2 separate regions of the Mus musculus genome follow, and region 2 is linked to region 1. The links are chromatin contacts, called in public ChIA-PET maps. All regions are on one chromosome and are shown on one strand. The core of a region is the stretch at or near the end of the contact, and the rest is flanking DNA. Distances in the headings are between cores, read along the strand shown.

Region 1 (6,517 bases), core at 1,231-3,730:
GCCTCCTTCAATCCTAATACTACGGAGGCAGAAGGAGGCAGATCTCTGTGAGCTAGAGATCAGTCTAGTCTATAAGTAAGTTCTAGGCCAGGTAGTGAGATTTGAATTTTTATTTAAAAAAAAGAGAGAGAGAGAGAGAGAAGGATTCAATACCTCTGATGTCTGTTTATTCTCATGAGAATATAGCAAGGCATAATTAAAATAATAAAAAGAAAACCTTTAAAAAGTGGTTTCAGGTTTTATTAAAAAAATTGTAAAGGTCAAATATTTGTTTTTTTTTAAATGTCTCCCAAAATGTTACTTTTAAATCAATAAAGGTAAGGCAGTGCTGGCACATGCTTTAATTCCAGCACTCAGGCAGAGGCAGGTGGATCTCTGTGAGTTTGAAGCCAGCTTGGTCTACAAAGTGAGTTGTAGGACCATCAGGGCTACACAGAGAAACCCTGTCTTGAAAAGCAAAAAGCAAACAACAACAAAACAATTAAACCAATAAAAAGATAGGCCTGACTCGAGATAATTTATCATGAAAGGGTGTCTTCTGAGAAAGGCATGGTGGCACACACTTATAAATCCCAGCACACAGGAGGTGGAAGTAGAAGGAAGAGAAGTTCAAGGTCACCCTGAGCTATATCGCTAGTTTGAGGACAGTCTGGGTAAAATGAGATCTCCCTCCCTCAAAGGCACATGTGACACACACACACAAATAAAACTGGGGTATTCCCTTCTGGTCTTGATTGAGCACTTGCCTAACATATGAAAGACACCGGTTTGAGTGCCAGGAGAGAGGGGCAGGTCTGAGGCTACCTTGATCTCTAGAGTCTACTCTTCTGAGGCAATTCCTCAAGCGAGGCTCTCTCTCTTCTCGGGTGTATCAAGTTGATGTCAGTACAATAAGGGGGAAGGCTGAGAGTTTCAAGTCAGTCTGGGTTATATCTCACTCCAAAAGAGAAAATATACCCCTAACTCATTCCCTTTCACAGAGATGTTAAACGCAACAGACAAAAATAATAAACCCAACTGACCATCGAAAGTAAGGTTTGCATCTTTAACATTACTTGAACTATTTCCAAAAGGGCTATGTAAAAGGGAAGGGGCACTCAGAGATGGCTGTCTCATACATGAGGCAGAGACACAGGCAGGTATCCGCTTCCTCTGGGGAAAACAGATACATGAGCAGGCTGGACGCAAGGCAGAGGAGGGCAGGCCTGGCTTGGCCTCCCATGGTGCCACCCTTCCTCCCAGCACGCCTTCCTGTCACTTACCTGCTGCTCAGCAAGCCTCTTCTGGATCTCCTGGTTATCGCAGACGTCGTAGACAACAGGCTTGGAGAGCTCAGACTCAATGCGAGCCAACCAGGTACGAAGGTTGCTCATGTTTTTGTCTAACTGCTGAATGAAAGCAAACGTCTCCTTCAGCTTCTTCACCCTGAATGCAATGGAGGAGAGAAGCAGTCATTAGCAGTGAGAAGCACGGGCCGGTTCGAATGCTGATGAGCAGAAGAGCACGTGCATTGATTTAATTCATCACAGGAACAACTCACATGATCCAGGTAGGCATGTTCACAGAGTAGGAGACTCTGCAATACTCTTGGTCCCCATGATTTTTCACAGGGACTCAGTCAAGCCAAAAGTCCTGTCAGACCCACATGGACTCCTCCTAACACCCTGACCAGCTTTCTGGGGCTCCACAATGAATACTCCAGCCCAGTTCCTGTCATTGGTGTGCCCGAGGCAACAGCCGTCAGCGGTCCTCCCTGGATGGCTAATGATGTCGCCTACCTAGTTCACTCGGCACTTACTTGGGTCCTGATGCCCTTTATGGACTCTGGACAAGGACAGAACACACAGCAACCCTGCCCCTTCAATGCACGGGCTGGTGCTCTGTTGAGTCTGCCTTGCGGGCTTGTTATGGGGCATCTCTGAGTCAGAAGGGAAACGCCACTCAAGCAGAGTTCTGCTTGCCGTCTCTCTGACAACCTCAGGTCCCTTCCGGCTTGACAGGGCATGCAGCAGGTTTGAGGAGGCAAATGTAGCTTGAGCTCACTGGCATTTCATGTTAATGCTTGCAAGGGAAATTCGAGTTACTGAAGCAAAACCCATCTTTGTCGATCTGAGACCGGGTCTCCCTAAGTAGCGCACACCGGCCCGAAACTCACAGATCCTTCTCCTGCCCCTGCCTCCTGAATGCTGGGATTATAGGTGTGAGCCACCTCGCCTGGCTAGCCGTCATTCTCCACACAGAGACTGAACTGAAACGATTCAATCAGTGGCTCTCGTGAGAGTCCTAAAGTAGCAAGAGTGAACACTTGCACTGTGGATCTTGGCGATTTGGGTTATCCCGGAGATCTGACGTAATGGTTACATTCAAAGTTCCCACTTACCAATCCCCATGCAGGCAGATGCCGTCAGAACTGCATCCCCGGCTGTCTGACAGCAATTAGAAAGAGAAACTGAGATGCTAACCTCAGCTTACAGGAAGCACACCGTCCGCTGCACCTCCACCAAGGTTTATTTAACCAAACAACTTCCTCTGGCCTCTGTGCCTCCCTACTCACCACCTTTGGTTCCATTTCTGAAGACAGGTCTGATTCTCATGCTTGGAACCTTTCCACAGTCTGCTCTCTACCCTGACAAACCAGTTTAATCTCGTAATCTGTTTAACACCTCAGGGCAATTTGTGTGACCTCTTTGGCCTCTCTCTTGCTTGGGAACACTTCTTCCATAACCACCCTCTACCCAACCCCCACGCTCCTGGAGAGAGAGCTAGGGCAAGCTAACAGCACAGCGGGAGACACTCCCCACTCTTCAGAAAAGAAAGGTAGCTAGGCAGTACCTCCCTCATGGCTGTACACCGGCTGTAAACAAATACTTGTTAAGAATAAATGTGCCCAATAACTTCCCCATTTTATTTTCAGGTAGGGTCTTTGGTAGCTTAGGCAAGGCCTTGATCCTTTTGTGTTGTCAAGGTTGCTCTTGAACTTCTGAGCCTCAGGCCATCACCTTTGTAGTGTTGGGATTAGATCCATAGAGGACCGCTCTAGTTCACACAGAGCTGGGCATGGAATCCGGGCTTACTTCAAGTTGGGTAAACTACTCTACCTACTGAGCTGAGTTCCCTACCTCCAGGCTATTGTTTAAGTGGATCAAAGAGTCACTGAGTTTATATGTCACAGTCAATCAAGACTTCCTTGTGGACAGCCTTCTAGTTCTGTCTGCGCTAGCAGCGACTGTATGAATTTAAGCTTCTGAGGTCTCCCAAACCTCAGCAATAAGAGGAATGGGCTTTAACCTTGGAGCAGATCAGGGCGAAAGTCCCATCCACAACCCAGTTACAAGATCAACAGCCCTGCAAGACACTTGACTCAGACTCCAAATGTCCTTATTATTTATAAAATTAAACATCTTGCAGGTGATATGAGACCAAGTAGCCACTGGAATATAATACATGTTCAGCTGTGTAACTTTCCATATGCTGAGGAGGTCACGTGACACCACAATTCCAGCTCTGGACTTCACAATAGTGTTTTACTCTCAGTAGCTCTATGAGGGGGGGAAAGCTTGCAGGCAGCTTGGGGTTTGAGTTCTGGCTTCATTAACCTCCCGCAGAAAATGCGGCTAACGGTGATACCCTCCTTCACTGGATTGGCTGGGCGGCAGGAAGGAGGTATGCATGAAAGCCATCTGGGACACTCTCTGACGAGAACAAGTGCCCAGGAATCATGGGCACGATCAGTTTCAAGGAACTATATTTTCCAAACTGCATTCTTGCAGCAGACAAAAAGTCTCCTTCAAAGCCATGCGATGATTTATTGAAAAGGCAGTAACAGAATCCGGGCGAGGCCTGGATACGGCTATAGCCCAAGGCGGACTCTCGTCTCTGTGGTTTTAGCAACGTGCCCTTCTCACCTCATCTCACCACCCTGACTGTGCAAGGAGCCCTCACAGCTATGAGAGGCTGCCCTATTCAAAAAACCTCTTACTGGAGAAGAGGCCTGGCCATGCCCACTTCCTGTGGGTAGAAACCAGCATTCAGGCTCCGTTATCATCATCTCCCTCTCTCCTGTTGCTCTTCCTCTTCCCAGGATGGCACCTTACTATGCTCCCATCAAGTAAGTACCCAAGTCCAGGCCAATAGAAGAATCACAGCTTTTTTCTTATTTCAACAAAAAGAGGTCTGGGGAGACCACCTTCTATACAAAGGGAGCTACCACACAACAAAAAGCCAAGGTATAGCCATACTTTCTTTTGCCAACCAGAAGTTAGGGATGCTACAACTCCTGGAGAAGGAGAGGAACAATTTGCTTGTCTTTCCTTGGACTGTTGTATTCACAATGGAGTGCTCGAGGCAGACCAGTGAAGGCTGGAAATACAACACACACTGAGCATCCCTAATCTAAGCATCGTAATGTTCAAACATCTACAACTTCTGAGGGCTGTCATCACATTACAAGTGAAAAATTCCGCATCAGACCTCACACCAGAAGGCACACTAAGGACCTTAGCTATGTATATAAGAAATGCCGGTGGCTTCCCAAGAGATCTCAATATGCAGATATCTCAGGATAGAAAAATGAATCCAAAGGATCTCGGCTCTCAAGTGTTTGCTGTAAACGGATACTTAGCTATGCCAGCCTCTTCCTGTGTAATCCATTCCTTTCAAATATCTACATTGGGGCTGGAGAGATGGCTCAGTGGTTAAGAGCACTGACTGCTCTTCCAGAGGTCCTGAGTTCAATTCCCAGCAACCACATGATGGCTCACAACCATCTGTAATGGGATCCGATGCCCTTTTCTGGTGTGTCTGAAAACAGTGACAGTGTACTCATATACATAAAATAAATAAATAGTTCTTTAAAAAAATTCTACATTGGATGTACTTTGTAACTCATTAATAAGCCATAGCACTAAAGTGGAACTGCTAAGATTTATCTCATATGCTAACAACTGCTCTCACATGCTAGTGACTCAGTTCATCATCTCAATGATGCCGACAGACAGGTGCTATGGCACTGTGGTCACTGTTATCCCTGATGCTGGCACAGGGGTGCTATGGTACTGCTGTCCTCCCATTGGACAGAGGAGGAAATGAAGGCTCACAGGCTAAATAACCAGCTCAGTCACCTGGATCATTAGCAGGGGCAGGATTCCAACCCCGACAGTCTGGCCTCTGTGGCTTATCGCATACCTTGCACACACAGATACACATGGACTGGGGGTAGGAGATGGGCGTTGCTGCTGTCAGGGAACACGATTCAGATACAGGAGTCAATACTCGTGCTCGCAGCCAGAGCATGGGAAGAGGCTTGAAGTTGCAGATTTACAGCCAATGTTTCTCTTTCGTGGTTTTCTTTCAATACACATTTAACCATTTGCTTTGTTCTGGGTCCTATGCACACTGTGAGGATTTGGTAACTCAAAGCTGGGTCGTAAGTCCTACAGAGCTTATGCCCCTGCAACTTAGGTATCGGGTACAGTATCAGAAGTACTTAGAAATAAATACCCACTGGGGGAGGGAGTGACAGTCACCAGTTTGTCTTTTCCATTCAAACGATGGCAATGCCATATGTTAAAGACAAGAGGATAACAGAATACTTTACCCACAAAGCAACTTACTGTCCTTCTGTGAGTGGCAGGTCATCTATTGGTAACAAGTAAGCTTAAAGGCCAAGTGGAGCAAGGGAAGGCAGAGGCAGAGGGGGAGGGGAAGAGACAGACAGACAGATGGACAGATAGACAGACTGATTTACCCAGTGAGTCTAACCTGCTCTGTGGCTTAACCTCTGTCTGACACCCTCAATGCATTGGAATCAGAATGTTTCTCCAGCAATCACCTGAGAATTTATTCCAAGAATAACAGATGAATTGTTAAAGTCTCTGTAGTTCTGCTCCCCACAGACACTGTAACTCAACTGTCACCTTCACTGGTTCGGGAAGCATGTGCCCTTTGCTGATCCTGATGGCTGACCTCTATACATCAGGCCTCACTCATATGGTTCTCAAACCACTCAGACCTTCAGTTAACATCAGGAAACAAGGAAACCTAGTCAGAACGGCGTGGCATGACATGACATCAGCCACCTGGGCAGCTTGTGTGGGACCCACCTCTGCACTTGCCCATGGTTATCCAGGTAGTAGTTGTCATGCATTACCTCTGGACACATGACATATACCCAGAAGAAAAGAAGTCTGGTCTCCTGAGCTGAATTCCAGGACTGATGACCAAAACTGTACTGTTGGGTGCAAAGGAGAAGCCATGCATCCCAAAAGACATTTTTTTCCCCCTATGAAACCAAACAAAATTAGGGTCATGCCTAAGAGCAGCTGTAGAATAGAAGAGTTCTATGACAGGAATCTTGGGTAGAGAGATACAGGGCATGATCAAGGTGAATAAAGTTTTTCTTTCATCTTAACTAGAGGTGGCTCAGAATATAACACTGAAGAACACAGCTCTCCTTCAAGAACCGTCAAAACGAAGGTGACTTGGTGATCATTGCATATAGCAAGCAGAAGCCTTGCTA
Region 2 (5,924 bases), core at 1,864-4,363, 320 kb after region 1:
GTCCTTACAGAGCCCCCATGGGAACCCCACTTTCTGCCTCTGCTTCCTGAATGTTGGGATCAAAGGCGTGCACCACCATGCTGGCTCAGTGAAGGAACCTTTCATTCCTTTGTGGAAATCTTGGCTTAAATTTCTTCTTAGACTGAACCAACCATTGAGATGGCTCGGCTGGTTAAGATGCCCAATGGCCTGAGTTTTTCATTTGAACCCACGTGGTGGAGAAGTGAGAGAATCAATTTCTACAAGTTGTCCTCTGACTTCCACAAGTGTACACACATGTATCCATGTGAACACACACAGACACACACATACACACAGAGTAAAAAAAAAATGTGTCTCTAGGGGATTTTTCTCCTTTTAAAATTAAGTTTACTTTTAATTAAGATATAGTTATATTATCTCCCCAGTCACTTTTATTCATATTCCCCCTGGCACTCTCTGAAATTCATGGACTCTTTTTCTTTAATTATTATTGTTATACACACACATACATACACATAAAAATAAATATGTAAAAAAAACCCACTGAGTCCATTTCATATTATCTGAATATATGTATGTTTCTAGGGTTAACCACTTGATATTAGCTAATCAGTTAGGGGCCTCATCCCTGAGAAAGATGGACTCTCCCTCTCTCAGCAGTAAATTGCCTGTACCTCTTCACTTAGGAGTGGTTTTACACACACACACACACACACACACACACTCTGTTCATGCTGAAATGTCAACTGGTGTTATCATTCAGGTTTTGTTTAGGCATCCGTATTGTTGAGATTTCCTGGGTGCAGTAGTTCCCCTGAAGACACAGCCAAGAAGCTGATTTCCTAGTCCCCTCTGGCTTTTACAATCTTTCTACCCTCTCTTCCTCTATGTTCTATGAGCTTCAGGGTTTGGGGTTGTGTTATAGTTATATTCATTGGGGCTGGGCATCACATGATCCATGGTTCTCTGCATTCTGTGAACTCGTGCCTTTCTGCAATGGTCTCATCTGCTGTAAAAAGCAGCTTTCCTTGATGACTGTTGAAAGCTGCACCTTTCTGTGGGTATAAGGATAGATACTTACAGCTAGGAGCTACACTGGCTTAAGGAAGTAACAGTGATAGGTTCTCCTGTACCATTCATGACTTCAGTAACCATGAGTTGTTGACTACAAAATAATTTTTTTTATTTTTCTAGGTTTTATCACTGATATTTAGCTATTGTGAATTTTTTCTTTCTTTTTTAATGAAATATTTGTAAACTTTTATTTATTCTTTGAAATTTTTAGACATGCAAACAACATATGATCACATCCATCACTCAGCACCCCAGCTCCTCTAGAATTCCTATCACATCTGTGGTGGTTTGAATATGCTTGGCCCACTATTAGGAGGTATAGCCTTGTTGGAGTGGGTGTGGCCTTGTTGGAGGAAGTGTGTCACTGTGGAGGTGGTAGAAGAGAAAGGACTCTTGCAAACTGCCCTCTGATACATATATGTGCTGCGCCACATATGTCCCTCTCATCCACAATTGCAGACAACACAAACAATAATAAAAACTATGGCCTAAAGAAGGCTAAATATACATTCAATTACAGAAATCGAAGGAGGTGGTAGGCGCGAGTGTTTGTAGGTCTTCCTCACCAACACCATGCTTCCAGTTAGTATATGACACGTAGTCCTCAATGAAGCAATATGAAGAAGTAGGCATATTTAAAAAAATAAAACCCAGAGATTTCTTTATTTTTATTTGTTATGTATTTGTGGAGAGCCGTGCCGCGAGCAATCACCATTATAAGATGGCGCTGGCCTCCGCTGTGCCTAACTAGTAAACAAGCCTTGTACGCAGGTGCGAGAGTGAACTCACTCCACTAGTCACTCCCATTCTCGGGGTGTAATAGTGGGGTGATGGGCGAGCAACGAATCAGGAGCTGTCACGCCATATCAGGTGCTGAAACGTCACGCTGTGGGCTATAAAAGCGGCGCCATTTTCCCAGTTCGGGGTCTTCCTGAAGAAGTAAGCAATAAAGCTTTTGCCGCAGAAGATTCCAGTTTGTTGTGTCTTTCTTGCCGGTCGAGTGGGACGCAATATGTATTTGCGGGTGCTTGCACATATGTATGTGCTCCGTGTACATGTCTACCCATGGAGGTCAGAGAAAGGTGTTTGATCCCCTGGAACTGGAGTTGCAGGCACTGTGTAGCAACCATGGTGTGGGTGCTGAGAACTGAACCCAGTTCCTCTGCCAGAGCAGCCGGCGCTTGAAACCTCTGAGCATCTCTCCAGGCTCCAAGAGCTAAGAAGTTTGAAACAGGAGTCGTGATGATGGGGCTCTCATGACTTAGAATAATGGTGTTATTAATGTTCGTGGTGCTGGGGACCAACCCAGGGACATGAGCAAGCTAGCAAGCCAGTATCACTGAACTGATACTGTCCCACTGTCCCAGATTAGTATGCTTGGAAAAGAGACCCAGGGGAGGGCAAGTGTCCCTTCCAGCACATGAGGACACAGATGACATTTTCAGTTAAGCAAAGACTCATGAAGACACTGAATTTCTTGATACTTTGATCTTAAACTTCCTGCTCTGCAAAACTATGAGAAATCAACTTCAATTTGTAAGTTATTTAGGCTAAAGTATTTTTAAGTCGCTTCATCTCATTTATTTTACTCATGTATTTACACATGGCATACTTGTGGGAAGTCTCAGGACACCTTGGCAGGGGTTGATTCTCTCTTTCTACCATCTCGATCTGTTACTCACTGAGCCACGATGTCACCAGCCTCCGTGGGACAGTGTGTTCTTAATCTGCATGATGCCTGGGTTTGAGCCCTAACACTGAGAAGTAAAATGCATATATGCATTGTGCTGATTAGAATGTGTGCAGGGGCTGGAGAGCTGGCTCATGGGTAAGAGTACTTACTGCTCTGGCAGAGGCCCCCATCCTGGGGCTCCAGTGCGGCCTTCTGACCTCTGAGGAATCCTGCATGCAGGTGGTGCTCAACAATTCACACAGACACAGACAAAGCCATAATTATTTTCACCTGTTTATCAGAGACCAGCCAAGTTTAACATCAAGTGCAATTACAGGAGCAACATTGGGTGACTTCCTGGCGCTTCTCCGGGATGACGTCAGGGTAGCGCTCTCACAGAAGAAACAGAACACTCACAAACCAATCTGTACTTTGGAGGTTGAGAAGCCGAGGGACTTAAAACCATCAAAACAGCACAGCTGTGCAGCAGTTAGAGGCCTCCGCAGGGAAGGGTGCCTGCTGCCACGCCTGATGACCTGAGTTCCAGCCCCAGGACCCACACAGAGGAAGGAGAAAAGAGTCACTCACTCACACACACACACACACACACACACACACACACACACACACACACACAAAGTGTATTAAAAACTTTGGAGGGAAAAATCTGTGAAAACCTTTGAGGTGTTTATTCTGTAGAAAAGACATCTGAAGTTCTGGGGGGGGGGGGAGGAAAGGGAGCTGCGTGATATATGAGTGTCAAGGGTGCAAAATTTGAGCCGAATGAACAATACCAAAGCAGCAAGGCAGATTCCTGCATAAGTTGAGTTTTAGGACTGAACAAGGAAGTGTTCTCTGAAAGAACAATAAGTGCTGTTAGCCGCCGCCGAGTCATCTCTCTAGTCCCACTGAGATGTTTTATTTTGTTTGGCTGGTTTTATACACACACACACACACACACACACACACACACACACACACACACACGGCAGGTTTATTGGGAAGGTTTTTCCTCTGGAAAAGCAGAAAATGCTCTTAACTGCTGACCCTTCTTTCTAGACTCCTGAGTTAACTCTTTTCAAAATGTTTTTCTTTTTCTTTTTGTGAATTAACTCTTAAGGGAGGAGACTATGATATTCAATGGTCTAACTCAAATTCACAGATCCAGATGTGAGTCACCATACCTGGTTACTCCATTGTTTTGACCAGGAGGAAACGGCTTTAGACTTTCGCGTAATGGGTTTCAACAGAGCTCCAGTAGCTGTCCTCAGATGCCTCCAAGACTACCGTAACTTTTCCCTTCAAGATCTAAAATCCTCTAGGAGATGAGCTGAATCGAGGGAGAAATAAATACAACCCATTGCTATCATGAAAATCCAGAAATCCAACTCCAAAGTTGCTCACTAGAAGGAATGAGTGTCTGAACAGGACTTCCGGTCACTTCCTCATGCAGAGCCTGCAGGCAGCGCTTTTGGAAAGAGATAAGAAACCAGAGCTTCCTTCTGTCCTTCCTGCCTGGAAAACCAGGGCTCCTTCCTGCTTCTGGCTAAAAATGGGCCTGTTCACCCTAGGAGTCCTGACCTTAAACTGCCTAGTCAACTCTAATTGCCAGTCCTTATCACTAGTGATAATGAAACTAACAGCCCACTACTTACTGAAGATTTATGCATACCAAGCTCTAGTCTAAATTCTTTGCATGAATTAACTCCTTGTATCCTCAAAATACTCCTAGGAAAAAAAGTAAGCGAACAATAGGCAGATCTTGGGCTAGGAGTAAGTCTGATAGACCTCTTGCCTCTGGGGTCACTCCCCACAAAACAGGCAGATTTATATATATATATATAGTAGGTGGTTCTGGGATTCAAACTTAGGTCATCAGTCTTTTACTATTTGACCCATCTTGCCAGCCCTACATTAGCTACTTGAGCTTAACTCTCTTTCTCTGTCTGTCTTACTCTGTCTCTCTCTGTCCCTCTGTGTGCACATGTGCATGTGTACATGTGCTCTTCTCTGCATGCACAAGTAGAAATCAAAGGTCATTGTTGAATGTTTTCCTTAGTCACTCTCCACGCTACAATAAATGTATTTATTTATTTTGTTTTATGTATATGGGTGTTTTGCCTGCATGTATGTCTACATCCTATTTATGCAGTATCTGAGGAAGCCACAGAAGGTATAGGATCTTCTGGGACTACAATTAGCAGAGGACTGATGACCTGTAAAAATCTGAGATGTGAAAAGATAATTGAACAGATATGCTCTAATATATGGCACACACACATACAAACAAGCAAAATGTACACATGTGCATATACATATACATGCATATGTACATGTATATATGCATGTATTTCTATGTGCACATAGAAATGCATCTAGTTGCTGAGCAGTAGAGGTGCATGCCAGTAACCCCAGCACTAGGGAGGCAGAGGCAGGTAGATAGATCTCTGTGAGTTCAAGGCCAACCTAGTCTGTGGAGAGCCTTGAGCAATTGCCATCATGAGCCTCCGCTGTGCCTAGCTGGTAAACAAGTAATGTGCGCAGGTGCAAGAGTAAATTCATGCCAAGTCACTGCCCATCCCGGGGCGTAGTAGTGGGATGATGAGTGAGCAGCTAGTCAGGAGCTGACACGTCACATGGAGGGGTATATAAGCAGCATCATTTTCTTTGTTCGGGGTTGTTGTTCTTCTTTCGCCTATGCAATCAATGCTCTCCCAATAAACGTGTGCAGAAGGATCCTGTTGCAGCGTCGTTCTTCCTGGCCAGTTGAGCGCGCGCAAGACTAGTCTACAGGGTAAGTTATAGAACAGTCAAATGTCTCAAAGAACCAATATGTTATGGTGGCATGAGTACTCATGTGCCTTAGTTTGTTTTTTGGTGTTGTGATAAACACCATGACCCAAATAACATAGGAATAGAAGGGTTTATTTCATCTTAGAACTCCAGATCATAATCTATCATTGAGGGAAGTCAGGGCGGGAACTTGGAACAGAGACCATAAAGGAATGCTGTATACTGGCTTGCTAAGCCTATTTCTTATACAACCCAGGAGTGGCATTGCCCATATTGGTCTGTACTCCACCCCCACCCCCATCAATCATTAATTAAGACATGCCAATAGGCCAATCTGCTGGAGGCAACCTCACCTGAGATTCTCTTTCCAAGTGACAGTAGTTTGTGTCAAATTAACAAAAAC

Evidence for each region. ChIA-PET counts read pairs in DNA pulled down with a chosen protein or histone mark.
Region 2: a contact with region 1 is called in an RNA polymerase II ChIA-PET map of memory CD8 T cells, with 5 read pairs. The contact joins two enhancer-like sites. A contact is called at or near these places in 2 of 115 datasets of contacts at active chromatin or transcription factors (embryonic stem cells and memory CD8 T cells) and 2 of 9 other capture datasets (embryonic stem cells and pancreatic islet).

What each region holds. Positions count from the first base shown.
Region 1 is chr12:76,082,659-76,089,175 of GRCm38.p6, reverse strand. Syne2 (spectrin repeat containing, nuclear envelope 2) reads right to left here. Exons shown (of 116, transcript NM_001005510.2): 100 at 1,263-1,425. Among named protein-coding and RNA genes, the nearest start is that of Esr2, 91 kb to the left of the region's middle. Within about 2 kb of position 2,480, at least 80 of the 459 cell types and tissues checked have an H3K27ac peak or open chromatin away from gene starts, as enhancers often do. A contact at or near this core is called in memory CD8 T cells, where this site is marked.
Region 2 is chr12:75,764,275-75,770,198 of GRCm38.p6, reverse strand. The region is part of intron 3 of Gm40447 (collagen alpha-1(II) chain-like); the gene reads left to right. Among named protein-coding and RNA genes, the nearest start is that of Sgpp1, 32 kb to the right of the region's middle. Within about 2 kb of position 3,113, at least 49 of the 459 cell types and tissues checked have an H3K27ac peak or open chromatin away from gene starts, as enhancers often do. A contact at or near this core is called in memory CD8 T cells, where this site is marked.